2 separate regions of the Rattus norvegicus genome follow, and region 1 is linked to region 2. The links are chromatin contacts, called in public Hi-C maps. All regions are on one chromosome and are shown on one strand. The core of a region is the stretch at or near the end of the contact, and the rest is flanking DNA. Distances in the headings are between cores, read along the strand shown.

Region 1 (4,164 bases), core at 1,324-3,823, 190 kb before region 2:
GAACCATTTAGTAAATATTAATGAACAAGTTGATAATATACCAAGTACCAAAACACAGCCTATGTGTTTGCCTGTTCAAGACATCATGAGCCTATTTCCACGCTCTATGTGCCAAGGACCCTAAACTTACAAGTTTTCTACATTAAATCACACAGTTCCAGAACTCACTGCCACTATTGAAGGCTGAAGGTTATGAAAGGCTCAGAAGCCCTGCCTGTTCACACTACCTCACGGGTGACAAGTTGAAAGCCATCTTAACATTCTCAGGACTCTGAGTCTTACAAGGCAAGGATGATTTCATCCTGTTGAGCCTTTCTACACTTGCTCAGGAACTGGCTTAAAGGAACCGAGAGTTGGGAACTGCTCAGTGCTGTAAAGGATGTGGGTCACATGGTACTGTTTCCATTAGGTCAGCTTTGGAGTAGAATGGGTGGTGGTAGATTAATAGCTACAAAGGGAGGGAGAGGAAGGCTGGGTGAGCTGATTCATTGGAGCAAACCTTGGAGTGAGTCAGAATCCAGCAGAAAAATAGCCTGTTGTCCCACATCTGCCTCATTGTCTGGCAATGAGACACTTCCTCCCTGCATGCCCACAGGCAAAGCAAAGGAAGGAGGAAATGGATTCTTTTCAACCCCCTTCCCCCCCCACCCCCCCCCCCGTGGTACTATCCCTGTACCTAATCCTGTGTCTTTCAATCATTTCGGACATTGTGTTCTATTCTGAGAGGTCTCCTGTAGCCCGTGGTGGTCTGCAACACTGTGTAGCCAAGAAAGATCTTGAATTCCTGGCTCTCCTCTGCCTCCACCTCCCAGATGATGGGATTTACAGGTGTGCACACCCTATCCAACCAGACTGTCTTTCTGAATACAGAGCGTGATATCTTTGCAAAATTCTTCTTGCTCTAGGTCACTGTTCCCAAAGCACCTGGGCTGTACTGGAGCATCTCCGCATGCTGTCTTCAAGCCAGCAATGGCTAGGGGAGAGTACCGAGTTATTGGCTTCGCTCTGCTGCTGCGTTAATCACTATCTTTCCTCTGAACAGGTCCCCCGTGGGAACGGGTGGCCGGCTAGCAGACTATGGCACAGATTGGAGTTAGTCTTGTAATCTTTCTTTTCCAGTTATTAATTCTATAACCTTCAGTTGGATCTCTTGGTTTCTTTGACTCGTCATAATCACTCACGGTGATGTCCACTATACAGGGTATGACAGCACTGACACGGATATTATATGGATGAACATAACACTGTGTTGACAGGAAATACTGTTTTACTTCCTCTAAACCATGATTACTCAGGCTGGGCATCTCTCTACCCAGACTGTAAACTGCACCTGTCTCGAGGACTGTGTTTGCCTAGGGCAGTGGTTCTCAACCTTCCTAGTGCTGCTGTCCTTTAATATAGTTTCTCACGTTGTGGTGCTCAACCATAATTTCGCTGCTACTCACAGCTGTAATTTTGCTGTTATAAATTGTAATGTAGGTATTTTTTTTTTTTTACAGATAAAGGTTATCCGAGGGGTTGTAACCCACAGGTTGAGAACCACAGGCAGAGAGAGTATTAAATTCCTAATATTCTCCTGCTGATAATTGTGAGGATTAGGAATAATGTATTCAGAGTAGCATGTTACTTGTGCACTTAAATACTTGTTTTCTTACATGTACTTGTTACAAATTCTTTAAAACAATGTGGTCAATCACTTGTGAGCTGAAGTGCAGGCTACGGTAGAGTGCGTTCTCTTCCCTCCAGGTTATCCGGTCTTGTTTTTATCACTAAGATCTGCATTCCTGTGTTCACAAGGACAGTCATTCCCCCTCATCCAACTGTTTTGTTTTGGCTTCGTTAAAAACGCATTCCCCACAGTATGACGGGGCCCAAACATATAAAAGAGGGCCCCACATTCATGAAAGGCAAGCACAGTGTGGGAAAACTGCGCGTAAGTTTGCAATTATTTGGCTTCGCCCTGAAAGGAAGGTCGGCAGGGGTTATGCCCTCCTCTACCGGGTGCTGTCCTGTCTGTTCAACCCCAGAGTCTCCCTTTGTGTACCCAGTGTGATGTGTTAAAGGAGATGGTCTTGTGCCCTTGCTTTCCAGCACCACACCCAAAAGTCAGTGCAGAGAGAGAGAGAGAGAGAGAGAAAGTGAGAGAAGCAAAGAAGACACGTTACTAGGTTTTCAATAACTAATTCTAAAACAAACGCTAAAACTCACTTCTTTTATTCACATTTTGGATAAACCCCAAATTAAGCCACCAAAAGGTGTTCTCAGGATCCTGAAAAGTTGCAGAGCCCAGGCGGAGAGCAGAGCGAACCCAGACTCCAGCCGACCAGAGGTGGTACTTCCTCCCGGAAGTGACGCCAGCTCAATCCCAGCCTGGCTCTCCCAAACAAAAGGGATCTTGCAGCCCCAGGAGGAGCCGGGATGACTTTGGAGAAGCCCAGCCTTCAGGCGGCGAGGATTGGTTGCAGAGCCGCAAGGGCAAGACTATAATTGGCTATGGTATCTGCCGGTCACTGCCGGCGGATGAGGGGGCGGGTCCTGGGAGGCTGGGGATGGGGAGCGGGCGGCGGAGGCGGCGGCGGGGAAGGATCCCGGAGCGCCGAGGCCAGGTACGGAGCGCGGGGTCCGGGCTCTGCGGTGCTGGGTGGCCGGGTCTCCGAGAGAGCCTCCCGGCCCGGAGCGTGTATGGCTTTCAGCAGCAGTCCCTGTCGGGGTAGGGATGGTCCCTTAGGGGGCGGGGCCGCCGCCTCCAGATCCCGGGATTCCCCGAGGAGGCGTCGCGGCATCCTCCAGGGTCCTCGCGACTGTTCATTGTCTCTCGCCAGCCTCCGCCCTTTAGCAGGGGTCTCCCCCTGACCTGTCTCACTCCATGTCGCCTTTTGCCCAGCCCTAGCCTCGGAGAGGGACTGGTGGGTGCAGTTTCTAAGCTGCAGCCCCCACCCCTATATTGGACCCCCGCAAGTCCAGGCATCCCTTCCCACACCTGCCCCTGCTGGCAAGTCTGGGTCCAGAACTAGGGTGCTGTATAAGATCTAAAAAAAAAAAAAACAGCGTTGTTCTTATGAGGGATGGGCGAGGAGGAGGGAAAAAAAAGACGAGACCCAGACAGACACCTCCAACAGTCAGAGCGGCCTTCTCCCCTCTTTAGCTCTTCCCATCCCCCAGCCTCTGATTGCTCCTACGGTCCCCCCAGATCCTGTGTTGTCTTGTTGAGTGTTGAGAGCTCCCCGGCTTAAATCATGTATTACCTTCTTCCCTTCGCCCTTTGTACCTTCCTCGCCCTTTATTTTTCTTGTGGGAGAAGCCAGCTTTTGGGGGATTTTTAGGTTTGAGTTGCCTTTCAGTTTTGCTTTCTACCCGGTTTCTTCCCTGAGAACTTAATAGGAAAGCATCCGCATATTTCATAGCAAGGTGGGTGTGTTAGCTTTCAGCAGAGTTAGCCTTGTGTGGGTAGGAATGCAGTGTGTATTGTTTGACAGTCAGTTATTAATACCATATTTTCAAATGAAACGGTGTGGAGAAGTCAGTAAATGCCTTTGCAGTAGGAATCCCCATCTCTCAGTTTGTAGTGGGCTGGTCCGTTGCTCCGGGAGACTGCAGTTAACCTTGAAGGTGTACGGCAGGTTGAAACAAAAGACAGGAAGTATTTGAACAAAATTCAGGTTCAGTTGGCTAGGTTTATAATTAATCTGGTCCTGTGGCCTCTGAGTACTATCTCACCCCTGTTTTATAATGAGATTTTATCTCAAAGAAAACGTATCTACATGTGATATGATTCTGTCTGGCGTGCCCGCATCATCAACCAAAATTTAAAGCATTAAAATAAAAGGTAGTTTTCAATTTCAGAACAAGAGCCTTGTTGACTGTCCCGATGTTAATGTCATCGAATCTCTAACCATCAGCTGTGGCTAGCAGTACCACCTATTAATTTTTCTATATTTTTGGCATTTTAAATTTTGATCCCGAGTTCATTTTACTGTTGGTTATTTATAGCCGACAGATGTGAGGTGCAGAGTTGCAGTCACAGAGGGCGATTGTAGTGGCTGTTGTCTGTAGCCTTCCTGAGTAGACTTCCTGAAGGTAATTAGTTTTGAATAGTCAGGTTCCAGAGCCACTCTAGGGCTCTGTGATTGTTTCCAGACACCTAGAGAAAGGAAGCACAAAGAA
Region 2 (3,771 bases), core at 468-2,967:
CAAATTACGTCATGAAACTATTACAGATAAATTAGACCGTATGTGGTGCCTGTCCTCTAAAATACCCAAAGCATTTTAGAGCACTATCCTATGGTCTTTCATGTCATCTCATGGGACTCTCTAATAGAAATATTTCCACCTTCTGAGGCTGCAGAAATAAATTCTGCAATAACACCACAAAAGGTCCAGGACCCCATCTTTTCATCCTGCCTATGGCTAAGGAATAGCATTTGCAGAATCTGCATGGATCAACACTGTTTACAAATTTTATCTTTAGCCCAGGCCCCGTGACACTGTACAACTGCGGAAGGAAAATACTAAACAACCTCACTGTTGTCAGTGCTTCTCTCTCCTCTCTCTCTTTCCTGTACTATCTTATTACTCATAACAAAGTCTGAAGGATAAAAATATTACGAAAAACGTTTCTTAATTGAACCGTCTTACAATAAAAGTATGATCCACTAAAATCATAGCATTTTCTATCTTGTATTACAGATATGCTTATCTTAGGTTTCTGGTGTAGGTTAAGTTCAGCAGCTGGAGACTCAATGGTACGGTTTTTCAAAGAGCCCTGCAAGCAATAAGAATGTATATACATTGTGTGTACCTATCTGGGAATGCTCTCTTCTGCCTTACTACCTGAAGCTTGCAGCTTGACAGGTAGCTTTTCCGGTGGTAACGTAGGCAGAACAGAGAGGGCGAACCTTCAGAGCTCTAGGGAGGGGCCGGTAAACTGCAGCACAGGTTTAACAATTAGCTGCCGGGTTGCTGTGGCCCAAAAGAAAAAATAAACCCACTGGAGCATGCAACACCAATTTCCTTCTGCAAAGCCCTCCATGACTCCCTGAGAATCTCTGATCTTTGGTGCTTGTCCCCGACTGTCCAGGAGGTTTGGGCCTCTCACCCGCTGTCACGTTGTCACACAGCCTCAGCGGGACCCTCAGAGCGTAAAGCAGCCCCAGCCCCGCCAGGAACCACAGCGTGGACCCAGAGTTCGCCAGCCCGGCCTTCAGCCGCTCTTTCCAGCCCAGCGGCGGGCCCAGGCCCAAGCCGGGAACAGGTGCATGGGGACACCCCACAGCCCGCGCGGCTTCCGCGAAGTAGTCTCCGTCCGCCATCTTGCGTCTCCGGCAGGCGCCGGGACCTGGGAGGGGAGAAGGGCCGGAAACCCGGAGTTGGGAATCCTGGGATAGTGGCGGACTTGAAGCTGGCCTCTGTCTAGGCTGAGTCCTGGGGAATTGGACGGAGGTCTGGAAGGTGGCGGAACGCCTGGAAGGTGGCCTACTCTGGGGCTACCTAGTCCTCTAGGAGGGCGGGGAAGGATCCGATGGTGGCACTTATTCTGCAGGAAACGGACTCAATGTGGCGCTGGAGAGAAGTGGTTTTGGTTCCGTACGTGGTTGGGGGTCACCTTTCGCCCTGTGCCGGCGTTGGAAAAGTACTGATGTCTCCTAGAGCCGAGCAGCTCTTAGTGCACTGGACTCGGCGGCCTACGAGACCAACGGGATCAGGAAAACTTCTAGGTGTAGCAACTGCTACTTGACCAGAGGGAGCCCAGGCGCCATGGACAGTCGAGACACGCCACCAAGCATTCCAGGACGAATGGGAAAGTGACTGAAACCCAGTGAGAAAGATGTTAAGACTGCAAAACCCTGAGGGGAAAGTCGACTTCCTAGAGCGCTCCCACCCTAAGCTGTCACGCCCGCGCGGAACTGACATGGCGCCCTCTTGGCCGGAGCTTCCGGGCGGGTCCTTCTGACGGCCCCCTCGGTGATTCCACCACTCAGCTTCCTTCCCGGCTTGCCTCGCGCCGGCCCGCCGGGCTGGGCCAGAGCAGCCAAGATGGCCGACTTCGAGGATCGGGTGTCGGATGAGGAGAAGGTAAGGGGTCCGCCTCTTTTACTTCCTCCCCCGACGAGGCCCAGGGGTCCGAGCCGGCAGCAGTGGGAAACCTGGTGGTGACCCCTGGAAAAAGAAGGTTGTTTCCCGGTGCTAGCATATTCCCTCTGCATCCGGGACGCTTCCTTCCTTAAAGGAGATTTCGTTTGCCTCACGGTGGCCCCAGTCCCCCATTCCTCAACTCTTCTTTTCATTCCGGACCGAACACAACCTTCCTTCAAAAGAGGAGACACTTTGTCTGATTGACTTAACTGTAGACTCTTTACTGTGTAAGAGAGGAGGAGAATGTGATGTCGGGACGTGTCAGGCAGCAGTTATTTTACCGCCTTTGGCTGTTGGGGCTCACCCCATCCCCCCATTTATAGGTATGATTGGGGTTAGTTTAGAACGAGTCACTTCCTGATCAGAGTGGCCTCCTTAACTTCCCTTTTGCTCCTCCTTCCTCAGGAAGTGATTTTGCTGTCAGGACTCCTTGTCAGGGAGAGGTCCTCTGGTGTTGCCTGTCCACCTAACCTACACACCCTCATCTTTTCTTAACTACTGACGACTAAACTAATTGGATAAAAATAAATCAGTAAACCTCAAGGGATTTGCTTAAGAATTTGACGAACACCTTTATTCTGCTTATGCTCTCTTGTGTGCACGTTTAGCCCCAAGGTGACTCCGACTCTTCTGTTTTAACTATAATTTTTTTTCAAAGTAGTTTTTTTTACTTCCGGTTAAACCGTGAGAAGTAGGCAACAGACTTGTTTCAACTCCAGAAAGGTTATGTAGCAAATAAACCTCACATTTAACACATTCAGTTTGGATGAAACACCCAACCCTTTTTTGATGACCAACTGTAGTGCTTTATAGCTGGGGTTGTCAGAATGTCGTTTGTGTGCCTAGATCTTTAAAGGTGTTTTAAATACAAGGGTGTATCCCAAATTTGATAGGATAACTTTTCCTGACAACCACATATATTTGCTAAACAGTTTGTTCAAAAAGGAAAGAAGTGCCAGGTTCTTCCATAAACACAGAATCTTAGGGTGGCTAGAAGTTAAAATGGTTTCACTAGATAACTACTTATGGGACAAGAATGTGTCTTTTGTTTCCTGCAGTGCCTGTTAGCAAAGTATGTGCCCTCCGGTGTTCTATAAAATCTGCCTGGGTTCTTTTTTGTTGTTTTGTTTTGTTTGTTTTTTATTAGATGTATTTCTTTACTTACATTTCAAATGTTATTCCCTTTCCCAGTTTCCTGTCCATAAGCCCCCATTACCTCCCATCCACCCCCCATACGGGTGTTCCCCCCATCCATCCCCCTTACCGCCCCCCCCCATTCCCCTGCACTGGGGGGGTCCAACCGATTGTTGGGGGGGGAACAGATTATTTTTGATCACTTCTTCAAAAAGAATAACTTAATATATACCTGTGTAAGAATGAGCCACTGTCTTTAAATGCTGAAAAGGGTGCTTAGCACCTTTATAAACACTTAACAGGGACCAGGATGGCAGTTTGTTACTAGAGTACTTAACATGTGCAACATCCTGTGTTTGAACTTCATTGTTAGTAGGACAAAAACTAAAAAGCCACCAAATAACACTTTAGTATTGGTTTCTCTTATTTGAACATTGAGTATTATAAATATTAAAGACCTAAGAAATCAAAACTCACACAAAGAAAACTATGACAACGTTTATTATAAAACAAATACTTTTGGTTCACATAACATTAAGTTAGAGTGAAACTTTATTCTATTTCTTGAGACTGTGTCTTATGTGGCTCATGTAAACCTCTAACTCACTATACAGCCAAGAATGACCCCAACCCTAATCTGCCAGGCTTTCTCAAATGGTGCTAGGCACATACCATGATACTTAACTTTATTGCTTA

Evidence for each region. Hi-C and Micro-C count contacts between places; a contact is called where the count stands out from the background.
Region 1: a contact with region 2 is called in a Hi-C map of the A7r5 cell line, with 4 times the contacts expected there. The contact joins the promoter of Cttnbp2nl here to the promoter of St7l in region 2. A contact is called at or near these places in 7 of 12 Hi-C or Micro-C datasets (the A7r5 cell line, the Rat2 cell line, Schwann cells and 4 more) and 1 of 1 datasets of contacts at active chromatin or transcription factors (oligodendrocytes).

Annotation. Positions count from the first base shown.
Region 1 is chr2:195,241,312-195,245,475 of GRCr8, reverse strand. Cttnbp2nl (CTTNBP2 N-terminal like) reads left to right here and starts at 2,573. Exons shown (of 6, transcript NM_001107712.2): 1 at 2,573-2,606.
Region 2 is chr2:195,050,885-195,054,655 of GRCr8, reverse strand. It overlaps St7l (suppression of tumorigenicity 7-like), which reads right to left and starts at 1,717. Exons shown (of 14, transcript NM_001007639.1): 1 at 905-1,717. The coding sequence starts at 1,118. It overlaps Capza1 (capping actin protein of muscle Z-line subunit alpha 1), which reads left to right and starts at 1,556. Exons shown (of 10, transcript NM_001109625.2): 1 at 1,556-1,881. The coding sequence starts at 1,843.